2 separate regions of the Mus musculus genome follow, and region 2 is linked to region 1. Evidence: chromatin contacts called from public Hi-C data. All regions are on one chromosome and are shown on one strand. The core of a region is the stretch at or near the end of the contact, and the rest is flanking DNA. Distances in the headings are between cores, read along the strand shown.

Evidence for each region. Hi-C and Micro-C count contacts between places; a contact is called where the count stands out from the background.
Region 2: a Hi-C map of epidermal suprabasal cells shows a contact between it and region 1, with 2.4 times the contacts expected there. The contact joins two enhancer-like sites. A contact is called at or near these places in 1 of 39 promoter capture datasets (the 3T3-L1 cell line), 2 of 15 datasets of contacts at CTCF or cohesin (the NIH/3T3 cell line and large pre-B cells), 5 of 484 Hi-C or Micro-C datasets (the C10 cell line, embryonic fibroblasts, epidermal suprabasal cells and 2 more) and 1 of 115 datasets of contacts at active chromatin or transcription factors (vascular smooth muscle cells).

Annotation. Positions count from the first base shown.
Region 1 is chr2:117,801,624-117,806,858 of GRCm38.p6, forward strand. It overlaps Gm13985 (predicted gene 13985), which reads right to left. Exons shown (of 3, transcript NR_126427.1): 3 at 3,026-5,235. Among named protein-coding and RNA genes, the nearest start is that of Gm13985, 8.6 kb to the right of the region's middle. Within about 2 kb of position 1,273, at least 51 of the 459 cell types and tissues checked have an H3K27ac peak or open chromatin away from gene starts, as enhancers often do.
Region 2 is chr2:117,900,997-117,906,268 of GRCm38.p6, forward strand. It overlaps 4930412B13Rik (RIKEN cDNA 4930412B13 gene), which reads left to right. Exons shown (of 6, transcript NR_040631.1): 4 at 1,753-1,861; 5 at 2,182-2,245. All of the region lies in intron 8 of Gm13986 (predicted gene 13986), which reads right to left. Among named protein-coding and RNA genes, the nearest start is that of 4930412B13Rik, 82 kb to the left of the region's middle. Within about 2 kb of position 2,080, at least 39 of the 459 cell types and tissues checked have an H3K27ac peak or open chromatin away from gene starts, as enhancers often do.

The DNA of each region.
Region 1 (5,235 bases), core at 23-2,522:
TGGGCTTTTGTTAATCTGTGGTTTGATCCTTAGGGCTCGATATCTTCCACAGAACTATGTTAACAGCACGTCATGCTTTGACAACTAAATATAAACTGGGAGTTTCTACTTCTTGCCATTGTACCAACTAAAAGCAAGAGAAGTTTGCTTCTGAGGATGAAAGTGCTGACCAATTGAAAAACAAAATCTTTCTAATGTTATCTCCTTGCCAACAAAATGCTCTTTTGCTAATTTTAAATGCAGGTCTTGAGTAATAGAAATCATGACAGGATAGCTCCTTCGGGGTATCCTAACAAAGACTTCATTTCAAAATACACCTCATGGAGGCATTTAGTGATAGAGGACATGGAACCATGGCTCTTTTCTGAAAAGTTGCTGAACAGCCACTTAAATGCCTGATATCATAGCCTTATTAGGGTGGAGGATACAACACAGACATTTTGATTTCTAACCATACAATTTCCCTAGCAATATTCAAGTGTTTCCAAACATCTGCTTCTATTTATCTCTTTATTTTTCTCAGATTCCTTCTGAGCTCATTGGATGATTGGATGACCTTGACATTACAGTTGAGCCCTAAATCAAAACATTTTACATTCTACATATTTTTTTCCAAAGAAGGTTCAGAGTTATTATCCAAGTAATTACAGATTTCATTTCTGGGACTTCTTATCTCTTTTGTTTTCCACATCATAAATAACTGGAATTTTATGTTGACAAGAAAAGTTTTATTACACTTTTTTTTTTTTGCACTTTTGGGGATAGAACTCATGGCCCTGTGCCATGCTTAGCAACCACTGTACCACATCCTAGCTCATCTATAGAATATTTTGTGAGGAAGCATGATTAAGAAATTGCATATGACTTCTGGTTACTTATATAACTCAGTTGATTGTCTTCTTTCTTAGCTAAAGATAGGCAGGGAACTGGCCATGCTGAATTTCAAATGTAAACAAGTAAAATCTGATCTTAAGTGACCAGAAGGGAACTGGCAAGTTTGAATACAGTCCAATGCCTCTAAAAATGATGAAATATGGTTGCATGTGTGGAAGGGAAAAAACCTTAGGGAACCTCACAAAGGTATACTACAGGAGGAACACACATATGGTTCTAAGTGAGGGAATCTCATACTATTGGTCTTTCAGACAATTGCCCCTAAAGAAGCTCAATGATTAATCCAAGGTCACATAATGGATTTCTGCCGACGTGAGCTTTCCTGTTTTCCTGGGCACTATGTCTGAGAACTGAGGGTGTGACTCATTCACTTCTAAGCCCTAGAGGGACATAGTTGCACAATTTTCCACAGGTATTTTGGCAGCACCAAGGGCATTTGAATCAGAGCATATCTCTGTTTCCTTCTGAGGAGAGAATGCATGTGATCCAGCCAGAGATCTCACACACACACACACACACACACACACACACACACACACACACACACACACACTATACACTCACACACACACATACACATGCACCACTGCCCCAGAAAATTTCACGGTAAGATGACTACCTTTTTGTTACTAGGAACTCTACAACTTAGCACTAGACAGTATTTATTAAATACCTTTTAGGCATCAGAGCGATCTGCCTATAAAGCACTGCCTTCTTTTACCTGATCTTGATCTATGACTAATCAGCCCAAAGGCTTTGGACAAAACTTTGAGTCAGGTTCACTTCTTGGTAACTGGGAGAAAGTTATCCCGCCCTTCTTATTGCCTGGAGTTATTGTGTAAGTTGAATGAACTAGCACATGGGGAAAAAAAACTACAAAATGATTGTTGAAATATAATGGACACAGATAAAATAGCTTAATCATAGATGGCATGTGATGCCAGACACATGTCTACAAATGTGACATATCAATCCAACTAAGATACAGCTGAAGAAATTAGACACTATCCCAGGATCTCCTCTCATACTGTCTATGGATAAACTCTATTCTGGGTTTTAATAATATAAACATGTTTCACCTTATATGTAAGTGTCGTTTTTTAAATTTTACTCAGAATAATGTTTATGAATTTCTTTCATGGTGTTGTATGCTAAGGGTTGGGGATCTTCATTCTTCTTGTCCTGTTAATTACACTGCCATTAACTGTATGAACAGATAATGTTTCTTTACTGTTCAACTCTTTGGTTACTTTCCAACTTGACCTTTTTGCAGTTACTCACTTCTGCTAAGTCTATACTGGAAACCAAATGGCTGATTCTGCAGGCATCTGCACATCTAGCCAATAAATATGCCAAGTGGTCTTCCAATATGGTGACTACAGATTGCTTGCCTAGTAAGACTATCTGATGAATATCTGTGTTTGATGTATTTTACTATTACTTTTTATTTTAATTTAGTTGAATAAAATATTCTTAATAAGCTTATCAGCAGCACAAGTTTGGAAGAACAAATCTTTCTTATTTCAAGCTCACCACAGTCACATGCAATATCATTGGGGTTCCATGATATGTAATGGCTGTTGTCATTTTACTCAAGGCTTCTAGAGCTATGAAAATTAATTGAAGTTAAGTCTGTATGGATATATCTATATTTATCTTACTATATAGAAGGAGAGAATCCCAAATTTGCTAAATCTATGTGCAAATAGAATGTATATGTTAGCCCTACACTTCTAAGACTGAGGCAGGATATGCATAGTTTATTTCTCAATGGCATAATGCCCTGGCAATGGCTGTTTAAGGAGTATAATTTAAATAAGTAACAACCAGCCTGATATTTCAAAGCTAAGATCTTTGACCTAAAATGTTTTGTAATAAGTTCTTTCAGCCTGAAGAAAGAGTGGAGACCCGTCAGCCTAATCCCACACCCTATAGGTGAGGACACTAAAGCCACAAACAGACAGGCCATACTGGGTTACTATAGTGGCTTAGTATGAAGATGAAAACCAGAACCCAAGCCTTGAAACAAAAATATGCAAACAAGCGAACAAACAAAAACAAAAGACAAAAAGGGAAGGAAGGAAAACAGAAAGAAAGAAAGAAAGAAAAAGAAAAAATTTAAAATCCAAGGGCAATTTAAACATTTTTAATTTTTAAACTAATTATAGAACTGTATAACAGTTGCAAAAAAAAAAAAGGTATTTTAAAACCTAGTGAAAATGGATGAGATCAAACCCTTTATTATATCAAAGCCTAGAGATCCTTTGCTTCTGTTTTCTGCATTCCACTTCTTACCAGCATGACCTATCACCAGTAAAAACAAATAAAGGGAGTGAAGGAGCCAAAACAAATATCTCCCTTTATACTGTGGTCAAAAGACCAGAGAGAAGAGACAGTATTGGACTATGGAGGAAAGCATAAAAGCAAGGGATTAGATGACCTCAGTGCTGTGGTTTTGCACAGGAGAGGAGGAATGTTGGAACATAAGTGGAAATTCCTGTCCTGAGATATAAGCTTCAATTCTGCAATTATTAAGTTCAAAACTATAGCAAGGCATGATGTTAGCAAATAGAGATTCGTGCCTAAGTAAGAACAGACAAAAACTCTATAACCATGTATCTCCCCTTCCTTGGTTCTGTATAAATTCTTTTTTTTTTTTTTTGAGACAGGGTTTCTCTGTATAGTCCTGGCTGTCCTGGAACTCACTCTGTAGACCAGGCTGGCCTCGAACTCAGAAATCCGCCTGCCTCTGCCTCCCAAGTGCTGGGATTAAAGGCGTGCGCCACCACCACCCGGCTCTGTATAAATTCTTATTTTCACAACTCATAATACTGAAGAATATTTGGAATACAATGCAATTTCAGGTTTGCTGGGTGCCATTTTGTCTATGAGAAACCACAGCTGAGCCCAGGAAATGGTGCCCAGGAGAACTGCCAGTTCTCAGTGGGTGACAGGCTACATCAGTCCACAGTCATTGTCACAACTTTGGATCAAACTTCAAATCATTTTATTCCACTACTTTATGATAATTTATCAACAACAGCTTCCATAAGTAAACTTTCACCCTCATCAAAGTAAAGGGACTACTTCACTGTACCATTTACAGATTTTTGTAATCATTCACTGAATTGAAAACTGCCCCACCATTTTCATGAAGTTTCTATCTTATCTGTCACTTTCAGTTTTTCCCCCATGATGACGTTTTTCTATATATAATGTAGTGGTAGGGCTGGCCTGTTAGCGTACCCCCCATTGAACAGATCAGTAATATGGTTAGTGTATTAAGATCCAATATACTTTCAATTTTCTATATTTCAGTTGTTGCATCACAAAGTATACTTTTGTAAAACAACTCAGGGAGTTTTATATATAAATCCCCATCCTACAAAAAACATTAGGAAGTGATCTTAGACAGCTGGCCCTTTAATATGAACAAAGGTCGCATCTTCCTGTGCCCTTCTATCTGGACCTGACTAGGCTAAATAAGATGAGCCCTTCTTTTTCAGTAATTGATAAGTACAGCTTTATATCCTCCAAATACTGCTGTAGGCATATTGGACTAAGGAATCAGCCTGTAGTTGTCCCCATTTTTAAACTTAGCAACAGCAAACAGGCCTGCTATCATGCAAAAGACAAGGATAAGAAGCAGAAAGACATTAGTTTAGCAATGACTGTAGTACTTCTACATACAAACCCAAAGATTTTCTGTTCTGCTTATACGGTCATTTTGAATAGGATTTAGCTCACTCTTACCAACCAAAGCACTCTAGCAAGTACACCTAATATCTTAAAGAGACACTGACCAGTTTACGGCGGAAAAGGATGATTTGGTCTACAAGGTGTAGTCCATTATCTCAGGAAGCTAAGGCAGGAACTCAAATCAGGAAGCTGGAGACAGGGATGAAGCAGAGACCAGCAATGAGGGCTGCTTACTGGTTTGTACCTCATGCCTTGCTCAACCTGCTTTTTAATATTACCCAGGACCACCTGCACATGTGTGGTATCGCCCACAGTGGGCTGGGCCCTCTCAAATCAATCGCTGATCAAGAAAATATCTCCCCACACAGACATGCCCACAGTCCAGTCTAGTTGAGGAACTCCTCAGTTGGGGTTCCATCTTCTGGAGTTTCTCTAGCCTATGCCAAATTTACAATAACTAACCAGAACTCCTACCACTCCCTCCTTTCTTCATTCCCAAGGTATATTCACAGCCATAGTTGAGGCCCAAATAGCTTCCTTTCTTTAGTATTATTATACTAAAGTTTCCAAGATTTCCTGTGCTGGTAAGTAAGGGGTCTAAAATCTACCCAGCCCACTGAATTTTATCAGTACAGCATATTC
Region 2 (5,272 bases), core at 830-3,329, 100 kb after region 1:
CTGGTTCTTTGATGTAAGTCTTCCAAACACGATCCATGTACTGCTAAACTTCCCCAGTGTCCCTGGTAAGCTTCAAAGTTAATCACTGGTTAATCCCGGTACTTCTACAATGGTTTTCTACCATTAGGGGTGTGTGTGTGTGTGTGTGTGTGTGTGTGTGTGTGTGTGTGTGTGTGTGAGAGAGAGAGAGAGAGAGAGAGAGAGAGAGAGAGAGAGAGAGAGAGAGAAAGGGAGAGAGAAAGGGAGAGAGAAAGGGAGAGAGAAAGGGAGAGAGAAAGGGAGAGAGAAAGGGAGAGAGAGAGGGAGAGACACAGACTAGGAGGGAGGGACTGAATGAGAGTGCCCATTGGGCTTTAAAACAGCATATTGTCCCTTACTTACTTGGTTTGAAAATCAAAGGGAAATAATGAGTTAAAATGCTTGGGATTGTGGTGAGAAATTCTGACTCCAGTAAACTTTTTATGTATAACTCATTTAACTCTGGAACATCTGCAGGACAGCTGTTGCCCAGGTTCACAGTGATCGTTCATTACACACCACCTCAGAATGAGAAACAGGCACCCTTGGAAGTATGGTATGCATGTGCATGTGTGTAATTTGTAGGAAATCTAATTGATGAAGCTTAAGTAGGAACAACGGCCAATGACTTGAACCCATTAAAGCAATATGATTATGAATATTCACCAGGGATACATTGGGAAAATATTCAATTAATGACTCGGAAGATAATTTTTGTCATATAGTCTTGCAAATAAAAATTCCATCAGCTGTCTTCAAAGACTGACAAAATAAATGATACGATCCGATATGCAGCGGGGCTGTAGAAGCATGGACTTCGTGGAGAATCAGCGCGACTGTTCTTCTGCTCCCAGTGATGTGGATTTCCATGTCTGCTTCTCCTTGCTCTTGTCCTTTTTCTGGCAGAGATTTACCTCTTAAAGCAGAACGTTTTCACCAACGTGTTTCAAATATATTATTTCAAGGATGCCTATGCTTTTTGGAAAATCAAAACCATTATCTTCTGTGGACACTTTCTATGAGTTGTTTTATATTTTATGATAATAGAATCGCACAGATCAATAAATGTGAGCAATACCAAATCAGACAGTTCCTTTGTATAAAACTTATCAGAGTCTTTAATTTACCAATGTATAGTCTGGTTCTAGATGGATTCTGTTTTCTCTGGTTGGGTTTTCCACAAGATTAGAACCTGTTTGTTTTGTTTTGTTGTTAATTAATTAAATGGGACTACCCTATGTGTATTCTTTTTCCATACCGTTGGCATTTAGTCTAGGCTCCGCCCCGCTGTTACCTGGCAACAGCCAGGTGTGCCTGACTCACTATAAAAGGAGCTGCTGGACCCCTCCTTGCTCTCTTGCTCTCTTGCTCTCTTACCCTCTTCCTCCCCATTCCCTTTCCCCTTCTCTCCATGGCTGGCCTCTACTCCTCTTGTCTCTCTCTGCCTTTTTTCTAACTCCCCTCCCTATTCCCGGAATAAACTCTATTCTAGACTACACTATCCTGTGGCTGGTACCTCAGAGGGGGAAGGGATGCCTCAGCATGGGCCCACAGAGGCATCCCCTTGCCCTACACCTTACCACACCTCCGCCAAACATATCTCTGGTCTCTTTCTTTTTATAAACCACAACACATACCACTAAAATATTTGACAGATTTGAGGCAGCCTTCAGTAGTAATAGATTGACATGTCATAGTGACTTTCACAAAGCATCTTTTCTCTTCAATCTACAGGACATTTTTGACAAGATGAGGAGAAAAAAATCAATTCTCTTTTGAGGAATCAATGTATTAATACCCAAGTTATTGCCGCCAATTGGAAACCCATTGTCATCTTATTTCTGTAAGTACGCTTTTGAAATTATTATTTTACTCAACTTTTATTAAACTGCTACCACTTGGTCTTATTAAAAAGTCTGAAAACATCTTTATTATCAGCTGTGTCACAAGGGTCAGGTCATTTCTAAGAAATGTCACCAAAATGAAAAGAAAAGACAGGAATCTTCTACTACATACCAAGACTATGAGTCAGTCAGCTATGAGGTACCATGAGCTTAACGAGGCAGAGTAGAAATGAAACAAAGGGCAGGCAGACTACAGACAGGAACTTTCAGCTGGAAAGAAACAGTCCTCGGTTGAAAGTTTTAAACTTTTATTTGGCAGGGCGAAGTTATGCATGTGAGAGGGGAGCCGGATCTGTTACTGTTAGCAAGGCATAGGTTTGAAGGTAAGGTCTTGAATGGCTAAAGAAACAAAGAAGCTGGGGAAAATGCAATAAAATAAATGGAGATCAGAGACTACATTCAGGTGGGAAAATGAAAAAAAGTAAAAACAACCTAGAAGTTCTGAAGACCTATAAATATTCTCTATCTGGAGAACATGTCTCAGGCATACATAACGTTATGGCCTTGAAGGCTGCTGTGCCATACCCAATAATCCTTATGTGACCTAGTAAATGTGCCCAAAGAGAGCATTTGAAGCTACACAGAAAATACTGAAGCCCAGACATATGTCAATGCCAGTCCCCAGCAGGCCAGCCCGAAGGCAAAATATTCTGGAACACCTGGCTGGCCAGCAGAGATTCTTTGACGGCAGCAGCTTGGGACCCAACAGGCATATATTCCAACCTCTCTGGTAGTTTCACACAGTAAAGAAGTCATCAAATACTATTGGCTTCATTTTTTGAAGCATTGGTTTTGATCCACCTAAAAGGAAATGTTTGAGGGGAGAGATGGATGAGAGGAGTGAGTGGGGATAATGTGTTTCACAGCTTAACATCAAATGTCACTGGAAAAATAGCCAGAAAGCAATTCAGAGTAAAAGTATGTGCCTTCTGGCTAAGTCGGCAGTACCTTTTTTATTGCAAAATGGAAATAAACAGTCCAGCTCATTTATACCATAAAAGGGCAATCCACAAATAACCCAAATCCCAAAATAAAGGCATTGCCCAACATACTAAGACATGATTCAGAAAGGTCTTGACTCCAGAGTTTCCTCAGTGGCCATGACAATGGATGCTCAGGGGTTCTGATTAAGTAAAAAGTTGCAATTAATCCGGAGCCAACACCAGAGAAGAACATTTACAGCCAACGCACCCTTCTTCCTGAGCATTGTTTATTTGGCCATTGTCCTCCAATTCTCAGAGTGCTTAGATACTAAAATCCACATCCAGACCTGATGCCTTGACAAAACATATATACAAACATATGTACATATATACATACATTCATAATAACAACATTCAAACCAAAATTAAGAGAAAAGTACCTCTGTAAACATGTTCTATTCAATGCACAATAGTTTACCAAAGGGAAAAATAAATCCAAGTGAGCAACGCTTACAATAAGCACATGCTGAGTTGGCAGAGGAAAGGAAGAAATGATAATGGTTTCTATCTATCCACTGATTCACTAGTGCATTGAGCACCTACTAACACTAGGCACTACAGATAAAGAAGGGGAGAAAATGGCCACCTAGAACTAGAAAGAATGCAACAGATTCATCACTTAGACTCCCATGTGAAAACTGAGGTATTTGCATTAATACATTTAATTTTTTAAAGCCTTGATATCAGAGGTGTCTCAGCCATTTTGTACCACTTAATCCTAAAATGTAGATGAAGAACTCAACCATAGGAAAACGCAAAGTCAGAAAGGTTGTGTTTGGTTAAAGCCTTCTCCTAGAAAAGGTGGGAGTAAGGATTGTTTGTTAGATGACTATTTACACCACTGAATAAAGTAAAGGCAATTAACCAGAAGTGTTTCCATGGTTATCTAGCCTCCAAACATCTATATCCCTATATTCCACATCCCACATGTAGTCTCTCTTTAAAATAAACCAAAGTGAGCAGAAAATGCCATCGCCCACTGGAAGCAAGCGTTCAAACCTTGAGCCAGTGGGGGACTTTTCAAATTCAAAGTATAAGAAGTATGCATGCTTCATAGGTACAACTACAGCTATTAAAATATCAGAAAAGGTGTAAATATGTGGGTCCCACTGGATAAGAATCGACTGTGCTCAGATATTCTTCTGGCATGAGTCTCCATGGGTGATGAAGATAGCTCGATAATGCTACTCTCATGAGAAGGAAATAATCATAGATAGCAAAGGAGCCAGGGAACTGACCTTCCTACAAGTTCTTCACAGAACACTAAACTGAGCCACAGGATGGAGAGAGGCTATGGCCTCAGATCATGTGCTCAGGGAAGGCCTGTTGAACTGAGAAATGAGACTCCCAGGAGAGGGAGATCTAAGGCACAGGATTTTAGCCAGGTAGAGAGTAGCATTAAGGGCAGAGGCTCTGGTTGGGAGGACATAGGTTATGCAGAAAGGAAGCTGTCCTGGCCAGAGGAGATCAGGAACCACCTGGAGTTAAAAACAAAACAAAGGGATGGAGAACAAGATTGGATTTTAGATCTAATCACTAAGAGAATCCAGTGAAAGATTTTAGTTAAGAAACTAAAGTCATCTCATTTCAATAAACAGTTTTTAAAACAGTTCCCAGAGCCTCAACTACAGAAAAGACTGTTCTTTAAGGCAGCTGGCTGCACATTGAATGAATGGAAATGAAGTGTCTGATTAGCGTGTCAAAGCAAGGTGTGCCTTTCACAGGTGCTTCTCTGGGTGTAATGACTTGCAACTTCCTCTTAGATCCTGAGAACGAAAGATCTTGAGCAACTTTGAAGTGAGAGGGTGAGGGTGGCCAACCTCCAAGCTTAGGCTGGCATCTGTCACAGTTACCATTATAGATGCAAATTTATTAGACAGGCTTAAGACACAGCAGGAGTATTAGAGCATCCTCCATGTTGTCTCCTGGGAAACAGACTCAGGGAGCCAACCTTTTCCTCTATTTCTAATTGCCACCCTCAATGGCTAGGGATTTCTGATGGGACTGTTCAAATATATCCTCTGTGTATTGAGAACAAAAATATCAGACTTTAGGCTATTTTTTTTGAAGCATGAAACTACATTGTGTGTAATAATCAATCATCTTATTTATTCAGTTCATCATTGAGAACCATTAAACAATTTCCCATGTCTTGGATTATATGTTCACCCATATCTTCCATTTACTAGCAGTGGGCACATGTTGCTTTTATGTGTTTAGTTTGTGTAAAGGTGTGTTTTGTCTCCATGTAAGCCTATGAAACACAGGCATGCAGGCCATAAGAGGGTGTCTGGTTTCTTGGAACTGAGGTTACAGGTTCTTGTGAACCACGCGATCCTCTGGAAGAGCAGCCAGAGCTCTTAACCA